Linked DNA regions of Zea mays: regions 1, 2 and 3 are each linked to region 4. A link is a contact called in public Hi-C data. All regions are on one chromosome and are shown on one strand. The core of a region is the stretch at or near the end of the contact, and the rest is flanking DNA. Distances in the headings are between cores, read along the strand shown.

What was found. A called contact is a pair of places that touch in the nucleus more often than the background predicts.
Region 1: a contact with region 4 is called in a Hi-C map of ear, with 5 times the contacts expected there. The contact joins the promoter of LOC100282091 here to the enhancer-like site in region 4. A contact is called at or near these places in 4 of 25 Hi-C or Micro-C datasets (ear, leaf and tassel) and 2 of 3 datasets of contacts at active chromatin or transcription factors (leaf and seedling).
Region 2: a contact with region 4 is called in a Hi-C map of bundle sheath, with 2.4 times the contacts expected there. The contact joins two enhancer-like sites. A contact is called at or near these places in 2 of 25 Hi-C or Micro-C datasets (bundle sheath and tassel).
Region 3: a Hi-C map of leaf mesophyll shows a contact between it and region 4, with 9 times the contacts expected there. The contact joins the promoter of LOC100277165 here to the enhancer-like site in region 4. A contact is called at or near these places in 3 of 25 Hi-C or Micro-C datasets (bundle sheath, endosperm and leaf mesophyll).

Annotation. Positions count from the first base shown.
Region 1 is chr2:63,265,618-63,268,317 of Zm-B73-REFERENCE-NAM-5.0, reverse strand. LOC100282091 reads right to left here and starts at 1,410. Exons shown (of 2, transcript NM_001371822.1): 1 at 852-1,410; 2 at 1-691. The coding sequence starts at 1,331. The coding sequence ends at 179.
Region 2 is chr2:63,309,933-63,312,632 of Zm-B73-REFERENCE-NAM-5.0, reverse strand. No RefSeq gene overlaps it. Among protein-coding and RNA genes, the nearest start is that of LOC100282091, 44 kb to the right of the region's middle. Within about 2 kb of position 1,257, at least 19 of the 20 cell types and tissues checked have an H3K27ac peak or open chromatin away from gene starts, as enhancers often do. A contact at or near this core is called in bundle sheath and tassel, where this site is marked.
Region 3 is chr2:62,557,437-62,560,136 of Zm-B73-REFERENCE-NAM-5.0, reverse strand. LOC100277165 reads right to left here and starts at 1,383. Exons shown (of 2, transcript NM_001327920.1): 1 at 1,305-1,383; 2 at 296-1,154. The coding sequence starts at 1,149. The coding sequence ends at 823.
Region 4 is chr2:62,951,031-62,953,730 of Zm-B73-REFERENCE-NAM-5.0, reverse strand. No RefSeq gene overlaps it. Among protein-coding and RNA genes, the nearest start is that of LOC100281271, 41 kb to the right of the region's middle. Within about 2 kb of position 1,295, at least 19 of the 20 cell types and tissues checked have an H3K27ac peak or open chromatin away from gene starts, as enhancers often do. A contact at or near this core is called in bundle sheath, ear, endosperm and 4 more, where this site is marked.

The DNA.
Region 1 (2,700 bases), core at 161-2,660, 310 kb before region 4:
TATTAACAGAATGGCCATCGCACGATTTGCCAGGACGTTCTGTGCTGTGCCACATTGCGTTCGCGCATGAACCGCGCATCAACCGTAACCGGCGCATCGCGTCCGCAGGAAGCCTCGTCTCCTGCCATGGCCTCGTGTGACGTAGCGTAACCAGTCGGCGACGAACATGTTCAGTCCATCAGGAGACGAGGACGTGGAGCGAGCCGTTCTTGGCGGCCGCGCAGACGGGGCAGGCGTCCACGCCGGCCTCGCACGCGCGGCACAGGCACAGGTGCCGGCACGGGAGCAGCAGCACGGACGCCTCGCCGGCGCCGCACGACCTGCACGCCAGCTTGGACCTGGACGCGCACGACGCGCCGCCGTCCTCGAAGCAACACGACTCGGCGTCCTCGGCCTCACCGCCTTCCTCGCGGCCGCCGCCGGCGCCATAGGGTGACTGCAGGAGCTGGTCCAGCGTGGCGCGGAGGCCAGCGGCGGCGGCCTCGTGCCTCCTGGCGACGGCCATCCACGCCTGGCACTCGGCGCCCGCCTGCCGGGCCTTCTCCTCCAGCTCCGCGCCGCGCCGGAGCGCGCGCTCGAGGTCCGTCTCCGACGCGCGCAGCCGCCCCGACGCGGCGCGCCCCACGGCGGCCAGCAGCGCGCGGGCGTGCCGCCGCCGCGCCTCCTCCAGCGCCGCGCGCATCCTCTCTGCCTGTGCACCACAAGATAATGTCTCACAGATCAGACACCGTCGGACCATGCGTTGTTGTCCCCATATGACGAAGAAGGAAGAAGTCGGTCGATTCCCAGTTATTAACCATCAATTGACAGATGATAGATGAAGATCACGACCGAACAATGGCCGCCCGTACCTCAAGTCTAACGAGCGCGTCGATCTCCACGCCGTGGCGGTGCGTCCACGACGACAGCAGTCCCCGCGAGGCCGCCACGGTCGCGCCACTTGCCACCCTCCCACTGGTGGACGCCGTGCCGGAGGCCGCCACCGCCCGGCGGCTCCGCGCGTTGACGAACGGTGCCACAGCCACAGGCAGTGGCAGCAGGCGCTCCGTGCCCGCCGGAGGCAAACCCGCGCGCTGGTCTTCTGAGAGACCACCGCCCGCTGCTGGCGCCGCCGTCTCCAGGCGCGGCCGCTTCCTCGGCAGGAAGCCGTCGTAGTTGCACCAGGCAACCTCGACGCGCGGGAAGTCGCTGAGCGCCGTCGTGGCGTCCCCGATCCGGGCCGGGGCCGGGGCCGCGGCTGGCGCGCACCCGGCGTACTCGTCCAGGAACAGGTAGCCGCCCGCCGCCTGGGCTGCTAGGTCGTGCGACAGGTGCCGCCCCTGCACGGCCATGGCAAGGCGCAAGGCGCAACTCAAGGACGACCGCGAAGGCGTTGGGCGGGCGTGGGAACCGACCGCCAGTGGGAGGAGTGAGAATGGATGGTTTGCAACCGATGTGGTTATATATATACTGTCACGGTTAGGGAAGGCATGCCATGACTCCGGCTCGGGTGGGGCGGAAGAGCGAAGACTGTGAGCCGGTGCCAACAAAAACACGTAGTAGGGGGGGCACGGCGCGCGGATGCGATCGAGGCCGGGACAAAATCGGATCGCTTTCCACCCGCCCTGGCCGGGCCGGGTGGGGCGGACGCCGTTCGCGGTTCGCCTAGCAATAGCAAGCTGCTAGCTAATCCCCATTCCAGACGGGCGGACATTCACTCGGTTTATTTCAGCGAACCAACGGAGTGATCAGATTTTTTTTACCCCGTGGTCTGCTGCTGCTGCTGCCAATATGATGGGTAGGTAGTACATACTCGATGGACTGTAGTATGTGTTATTCATTTTGCTTTCGCTTTCACGTGCGTGTATGTGATCTGTAGTAAATGGTTGTTTTTATCTCTCCGTATCTACCGTTCTTTGGTATTTTCCTTTTTTCTCCATTTCTCTCACCTTTCTCTTGGTCACATTCATGGGCTGACATCCGTTCAATTTTCTCGCTTTTCCATTTATTGATTTTTTTAATCTTTTTTCCCTATCAGATTTTATTTTCTCGCGTTCTTTGTCCTCCTCCTGTTTTTTCTCTCTCTATCTTTTTATTTATCTCTCTCTCTCTCTTTTGTATTAAACGTTGAGAAATCCGATCAAAATAAATTACATACATAAGAATTAAGAATACGTCGAGAAATCTGATGAGTGCGATATGATGTTCGGCGGTGGACGTGGACCGGGCTGGATGGATGGATCAACAAATGTTGATGGATGGGCCACACCCCACTTCCATGTTTCATGGCCGATTCAAGTCGTCTAGCTAGCTAGTGCATGTCGTCCTGGCTTTTTTTCTCTGCTTTGTTCTGGATCGGATGGGAAAGCTAAAACTAGCGCATCCGTGTCCGTGTCCGTGTCCGTGCCACTAGTAAAAGCAGCGATGTGCATCTCCGGCTGCGGCGGGGCAGCCGGTCAAAGTCTTCCCCCGTCGGAGACGGGCTTACCGCACGCGAGAAAGATCCGATCTCGCAGTCGCAGTGAAACTTCACCCTCGAACGACGAACCATGGCGATGCGATGCGACGCGGCCCAAACAGTCGCAGTCCCTGCCTGGACGACGTGCGGCTGCGGTTTCAACGCCACCCAGCGAGAAAGGCGCGCGGGAAGTCAGGAACCACGAACCATGCAAAGTGATTTTCTCCGCACGTTGCATATGGGGTTTTTTTTTTCTTCAAATG
Region 2 (2,700 bases), core at 8-2,507, 360 kb before region 4:
TACCGATGGTTCTCAGTTAGCCATCCGTGGGACATAACTATTTCTACTGGCTCTTCGCGCTGACAGGTCTGATAGACGTCTATAGAGTTTCTTTTCTTTGTAGTTCGTACTAAGGACGTAGCTTATATGTTTTTTCTCTACTGATTTATGATGTCCCACTGTTTTCCTCTGCTGTGCGAGCGCGTGTCTGCACCAAACGACGAGTCGACGACTGCTGATGTACGTGCTAATTAACTTTGTAAAGTGTCCATATCATTAATTAAGCTAATAACGTCTGAGTTGTAGTGAAAAGCTAAGAAAGGGCATCAATCGGCTGCTCTTTGTTGCGTATCGTGGGGGGAGGAGCGTGACCACCTGCCACTTGCAGCAACAGTGCTGCGTCCTGCTGCAGCCCACGACGTACGCAGCGACTGGTGCCCTGCCCTGCATGATGGCATCCGCGCCGTGCCGTGCGACGTGCGTGGTGGGGCGTCGACGACCACCTGCCACTGCGTTTGCTGTGCGACTGCGAGAGTGGGAGCGGTGCCACCGGCGCCAGGCAAATCTGCAGCCCCGGCCACGGGTCCGTCTCGCCAAGAAAAATCAAAGTCGTGGTTGTAGTTTTTTCCACGGACAAAGTTTGGACTCTTGCCTCTTGGATACAATCCTATATATATAATCGTATTCCTACCTTCACTTGTTTACTTGGATTCTCTCGCGTGTTCGTGTCAATAGCTACCACCTACCGGTAGTAGTTGCTTGATGTCGCAGCGCACAGTTGAATCGATGATGACCGTGATTGATCCGAGTTCTGACCATAGCCGCTAATCAGGTCCAGTTCCTGTATTTGAATCGAGATGAGTCATCAAGATAGTCATTAAGGTGCGTTTGATTGCAATGACAGGATGGGATGAAACGATCCCTCAAATAAGTTTCAAAGGTTAGGACAGGACTATCCCAGTGTTATTCTCAATTATCTCTTAAAATTGGAGGGACGAGAAAGGACACCAAGAGACGTCTCTGTTTTAGCTGTCCCGCAACCAAACGCGTCTAAAAGAACAGCAAATCGAGATTGTTAATTAATTAATCGAACATCATTCACTCGTGTGTTCCGGCCTTCCGGGTGGGTATAAGCTGGTGGACGAGTCCACCATGTGGACCTAACGTTTTTTCAATTCCTTCTGGACAACGCGCGGCCACTGACTGGTCCAGTCGTCAACACGCGCGCGCGGAGGCAGACACCTGCCTGCCTGTCCGCCAGGGGCGCACACACACACCCCTATCCGGCATTGGCACGTCTCGCCGTCGCCGTCGTGGGGATCGGAATGATCAGCAGGCCGTGGGGTCCCCTGCCAGGAACGGCGAAAAAGGCAATCGGAAAGCCGAAAGCTACACGGGATTCGTCCGTGCGCGGTGCGTCCCACTAGTATCATCCATCAATCGATTGGACCGGTCCACGCGAATCGTGAATCGTGAGGGAGCGAGCAAACTGTGAGAGCGAGGGAATTGAGAGAGAGAGAGAGAGAGAGAGAGAGAGAGAGAGAGAGAGAGAGAGAGAGGAAAAGCTATGCCGGCACATCGCTGCTCGGAATCGGACCCAGCCACCCAGGGGGGCAAAGCTTTCCGCGGCCAGAGCAAATCACATGCGTCCCCGCGTGGCTGCACAAGAAAGGTCACATGTCAAAGCTTTGCCGTGGCTGTGCTGTGCTTGCATAAGCTGATAAAGTGATAAGCGTAACCTTGTCTACCGGGTTACAAATAATTATATGACTCAAGTCTCTCTGTTTCTAAATAACCAAATCCTATTTTCAGGACCGTGCCGGTCCATGTACCAGACTCTAGAACGAGACCTATCTCACTAGAAAAAAAACTTTAATAACATAAAGTTGCAATATACTGCGTAGGAATAAAATTTATGGTCAATGCAAAAGGATTTTATCAAGTTCCTTATAATAGGCAAGCCAATATCTATCATAATATTTTTCCATTTGATAGAATTTTATTATAGATAACGTAGAAAACTTTTTAGAATGTTTGTCTGTAGGACATTTCTCTCGTTTAGTCTCCTTTTGTGCCAAAAAATAATTTTATTTAGGATCAAGAAAATCCAGGTATCTAAGGCCAAATATATCAGACCAAAAAGAATCGCTAGCATGCCCATCAAGCCAAGTATTCTAGTTAGCGCTAATAGTAGTGGCATTCATATTAACATCATCAACCTCAACACTATTAATTGTCTCAATCTAGCAATCTAGAGGATCATTATCAGTGTTATTATCAAGTGCAATCTTACTTGTGATTATTTTATAATAGATATATCTACGGCTCCTTTCGGAGACTGAATTAATTCTTCTATTCTTTAAGTATTCTTTATGCTTTTTCTCGAACTAGAATCATATTTTTCTACATTGATCCGCGGAAGACATAAGACTATTAAATTTATATCTCATATATATTATTGTGTTTACATTTAGGGGCTGGCCTGCTAATGGCAAAAAAATCCAACCCACGCCCACCCATACACAAATCTAATAACTTTGATATTCATCCCACACCCATCCAAAAATATAAGAAAGAAATTAAACCCAACCCATCCAATAATATTATTGACTCCAAACCAACCCGTAATTGGGTGGAAACCCATAGAAACCCCATAGGTTCAGCTTATTGTCTAACATCAAGCCAACTGCATACATATACACTGATACACAGTGATAATTT
Region 3 (2,700 bases), core at 134-2,633, 390 kb after region 4:
GACGGGATGGACTCATGGACCCATGCAGGCTCCGTCAGACCACTGCAGAACAATCACATGAGCACTAAACAATCACGGGATAACCAATCCGTGCCAGACAGAACTTTACTACTGACAGAGCAGACCAGACTTGTAGGTGAGATGAACCGAACCAACAAAGAATCCCAGCGTTTCAGTGCTAAGCAGGTCGTGAGATTGCTACGTTCAACAAAGAATCCCAGCGTTTCAGTGCTAAGCAGGTCGTGTGATTGCTACGTTTTACCATCCAAAATTGTTTTGGATCTCGGTCCACTGTTACTGTTTCCTGGCCAGTCATCCTTGTTTATAGCGAATAATTGACGCAATTTCAAGACCTCCACGACGGAATGGTGGAAGAGTAATCAGCAGACCCACCACCAAGATCACAACTCCTGCAAGAAGCATGGATTTACTGAAATGGTAATAATTACACAAGTGAACTTCATGTCACCATCACACATACGCTTTCCATTTCAGCGGAGGCGATCTAGCAGGATGCGCATTGCCTAGTACAGTACAACCAGGGAGGGTTTCTTCTGACCGAAGGAGGGGAAGACCATTCCAGCGAGAATCGATGGATATCTCAGCCAAAAAAGGTTAAAAGACGAGGGGGGGAGGAGGAAGTGAAACGAAATGGGAAATTCTGCCGTTGGCGTACGTGAAGATGAAGGGAGGAACAAATAAGCTCCCTTTCTCGTGTCGCATAATAACAGAGAGAGTGTGTTTTCCTTTTTCCCTTTTGCCGTTTCTCTCTTCTCTTCTCCTCTCTTCACTGCTGCTGGGTCGGCGTTTCTTGGGGCGCCGTCACTGCGCCGCGACGGTGCGGGAGGAGGACGCGGCCGCGGCCGGCGGCGGCGCAGCGGCGAAGGTGGCCGGGGAGGGAGGGGACGCCGGGTTGCTGCCGTGGCCGTGGCCGTGGCCGTGGGAGCTGCTGCGGTGGAGGCGGCACTTGAAGGAGCCTGCGTGCGTGGCCGGCGCGCACACGCACTTGGGCCCGTGGCCGTGGCTGTGGGCGGACGACGAGCTCCTCCGCAGCGTCTTCGGCGACGCCGCCGCGCTGGTCGGCGTCGTGCTGTGGTGGCCGTGGAACCTGCCCTCCTCCGCCCCGGTGTCGACGTAGTTGGACGCCATCAGCACTGTACCTCCACAAGCAGCACAGGCTCCAATGAACAAAAAGTTCTTATAAAAAGCTGAGTGGATCTAGAACGAGAAGTTCTCTTCTCCTAGGTAGGAGTTAAGAACTGTAGTAGTAAAGGGATAGGAGGAAGGCGTCCCAAGGAGCTTACCAGACGAGAGAAACTGACTGCTGATAGGCCGGAAAGAGAAGAGAGGAAGCCGAACGAGTGCCGAGAGCGGCAAACTGCGGCACCACGGCGACCGAGCAGTCCTCGCTTTTATGCTGGGGGTGGCACGGCACGGCACTGCCCGCGGGCAGGACCGCTGCCCAGGATTCCTCCTGACCCCACTCACTGGCCTCGTGGACCCACCCCGCCCCATCTACTAGCCTAGCCCACTGGTTTTTTTTTTTTAAGCAAAGGCGCCAGCGGATTAGGGCTTTCTTTCTTAAAACATTATCAGATCTCTAAACTTTAGACCAGAAGCTCTGGCTAGGTGAAGTTTTAAAATAAGCTAAAGTATTTTGAAGTTTTTAGAGCTCTAAAACTGGAGGGATGAAAGTGACGACGCCGACGGCCGTGCCCTCGTTCCGGCCGGCCCAGCGCCCAGGCGGTTCTCTTCTGATTAGAAAAAAAGGGGGGCGGTTTCTTTGAGGTGGCGGGAAACGATGGGCTGTGGAGCTTGGCGGGTTGCGCAGCTGGCTTGCCGGTGCGTGCGGATCGCGTCGCGTCGGTCGCGAGCAAACGCCAACGGGACCACGCGCGGACGGTTCTAGAATGAATCCGCTGGCTGCTGCCGCTCTATCCAAATCTTTTTTTTTTCATATACAAATCGTTTCCCAATCTATGTGCGCTGGTCCAGACACGTTCGGCCTTGGAAACCTTGAGCGATTGATAGATACATCGTGCGTGGGTGCCTGTGGTAGTGTCGTAGAGGATTCGATTCGACGATCCGAGTCATCCGACGACTTCCTCCGCGCCGCGCCGCGCCAACGTAACACTATACTACAATATTATACTCTCAGACAGAGTTCCGCTTCTTCGTCCCTCCGTCGCGTGGGCGGCGTTCGCGTGTGGTACACTCGTCCATTTGTGGTCGCAGGCAGCTGCTCCTGCTCCACTAGTCGGCTCGTCTCCCGCATGACCGCGTCGCGGACCAAGAGACGGACGGGACGATGATAATAAAAGCAGTGCAAAATAATACTGGCCACACCATGCACCTCAACAAAAGCCACACACAAAAAACTGAGAGAGACTCTGCAGCTACGTACCCTACGCGGCTACGTATAGTCCACAGGCCACAGCTGACTTGTCTGTGATCAGCAGATGATGAGGCCGCAGAGACGCATCCCACCGCTAAAATTTGTGCACCTCAAAACGCCAAACCACTGTACGCCACGCTGCGAGTCATTTTACGCCGCATCGGCGGCACGTCGGGTCGCGACGACTCCTTTCTCGGAACCGAAAGCCACTAGTGCGCCGTTCCCTTCCGATCCGAGAGCAGTGGCCAGTAGCCATTCGTTTCTAGCTAGGCGCGGTTTCACTTTCGTGTTTCATCCAAAGGCGC
Region 4 (2,700 bases), core at 46-2,545:
AGCTGGCTGGATATTGCTTGGCAAAAAGGAAACCAAAAGAAAATGGGAAAGGGTTGGCCGTAAATGATTGGCACACGCAGCATATGCACACAGCTTCTTCAAAAGACCGGTTCGGACTGAGCTCATTCGACCGTACTAGTACTACATAACTTATCTGTGCCCTTTTCGCAAAACGTTCTATAAACCACTGACGTAGTGATGGTTATAAAAATCCAAAGCGTATCATTATCCATAACAACAATATAAGTAGGCGTTACAATATAAGTTTTGGTTCTAAAAGGCACCAAACAGGCCTGTGCACTCATTTGATGACAGATAGCATCCAAGATTTTTTTCTAACACTAGCGGAGGTTAGTTCAAACCAAAAAAAAAAAAACAGAGGTGGCCCCATTTTCTATGGTAATAGGTATCGACATTTATTAGTTTGAGTTCAGCACTATTTTTCCATCCTAAATCTGTATCCAAGATCCCCTGCTGATATCGAGCGAAGATTTTAGATTTAAATGATTGCTTCTGCCTTCGTAGCAATAAGCACAAAAATTTGAATCTCAAGATCTAGATAACGTGGTGTCGTACCTACACTAATGTAATCGCATGGAAAACAACTCGAAGAAAACGAGGTATACCAAACAAGCTATGAGAAGCTTGAACTAGACGAGCTACCCGATACACTAAAGTAGGTGACTATCAATCGCTACCGGTCTTTAAAAAAACAGTTTTAGTACTAGTAGTGATGCCAAATTCGTAGTAACGAGTGATGGTATATATTAAATACCGAAGCGTAAAACATCGATGACCAAGCATTCGTAGTCACGAGTGTATTGGGTTTTTTTTTTCTAACTCCCGAAAATTCCTTTGCATCTGCAAACTAAAAACCAAGCACCACGCACTCCACTCAGGACAGACGAGAGCAAGTAGTAATCCACGCTTGAGGGAGACCTCTTGTTGCTACCCGCGCAAAAAAAAAAACTTTTCAATCGATCGCCTGCGCGCGCGGACGAGGTGGACCGGACGTGCAGTGCAGGCCAGGAGACACGGACAAAGGCGAGTACAGCGACGGCACGCGCACGCGGTGCGTTTCCTCATGGACCGTGTCCATCACGCCTTTGTTCGCCGGTCCCTTTCTGCGCCCCGCGCCAATTATCAGACCCATCCACCCAGGTCCAGCGTTCCAGGCAGGCAGAACAAGCGTGGCACCACCGCCGATCTCGACGACCACCTCACAGTAGAGGCGTGGAGAGCATCGAGTTCAGCTAAAGCTTTGACGTGACGCGGACTCCCTCCGCGCGCGCGCCTGTGCCGTGCCTGTCACCGCAACTGCTAACCGAACGCGCACGCATGTGATCCGCCATGTGCTATGCTTGCTTGCTTGGGCACGGCCGCACGGCTAGCTAGCTGCTCCGTCCAGTCCAACCAACGAGACCGGACGAGGAACAGCGCCTCCGTACCGCGCGCACCAAGCTGTTGGTTCGTGGGTCGCTGCACGGCGTTGGAAGCCACGCCCGGCATGTCGGAGCCGGCCGGTCCCCGTCGCACATGGCGCTGGAAAAAGGCTCGCTCCCTCGGTCTCTGTCTCTCCCCCTCACACGTCCGAGAGCATCCGATTCCGATCCCATTCCCCGTCGGACGACGTGGAACCGTACGTCGTGTGTGTGGCCTCCATCCCGCGCTCCTCCCTTGTCGGTTTCGTCCGTGTTCGTCGCATCGACGTGGAAGTGGAACCTTGGCAGCTCGATCAGCACCACTGCTATTATTATTACTCGGCGGCTGCAAGCGCACGTACGTCGTCGAACTGACTGTGACAAGTTAAAAAAATAATGAAGTGATAGTTTGAAAACTCCAATTTTTTTAAATAAATTTCTATTTTTTCAAGTGGAAATGAACTAATTTCCTTATAAAAATGAAAATTCTTTAGAAAAAATGGGGTTACCAAAGCGTTATAGTCTACCTGCAGGAGTACGTAGAGGTGGCCGTACTATCTGATAGCTATTTAACTCTCTAATAGCAAAATAACTCTCTAACAGATTAGCTATTTAACTCGCCAAGCTATATGACTCTTCAAATTGACTCTCTCACTAGCCAAATTTGGCTAGCCAACTGACTAGCCAAACTAGATAGATAGTTTGTTAGAGTGAGATGATACATATAGAGTGTAATCTTTATAAAAAAATTAAATATATAGTCAAATATAGAGTTAAAAATTAGTAGTCTCTTGGACATACTCTTAAATAAACACCCGCGCGCGCGGCACTGTATATATCTCAATCTGTATGGCCATAGAAAGCAGAGCCGTCACGTACGTACGTACGCCGGTAGGCTGGCAGTCCACGTCGCGACACTGCAGCTAGCTAGCGAGCGTGACGCGAGAGAAGCGGAGGGTGAGGCACGCCGCCGGGGCCGGGCAACTGGATCGGCCAGGATTCGTTCCGCGCGTCTTCGTCGGCCGGTAGACGACGCCGACGGGGTGGATCGTCACTCACGCGTCCGGTCCGGCGCCACCCTCTTTGCACGGCTGGCCGCGACGTATACATAGTAGTAGATGAGGATGGGCGAATAGGCCGCCGGTGCCCGAAGTCGACTGATGTCACTGCTCGTCGTTCGGTCGTCGTTGCCGGTACGTAGCTAGCGTGCAGGTCTCGTCTCGCTCTTTTTTTTTCTTTTTATTTTTTATGGTTGACAACTGCAACTTACCACCAACAG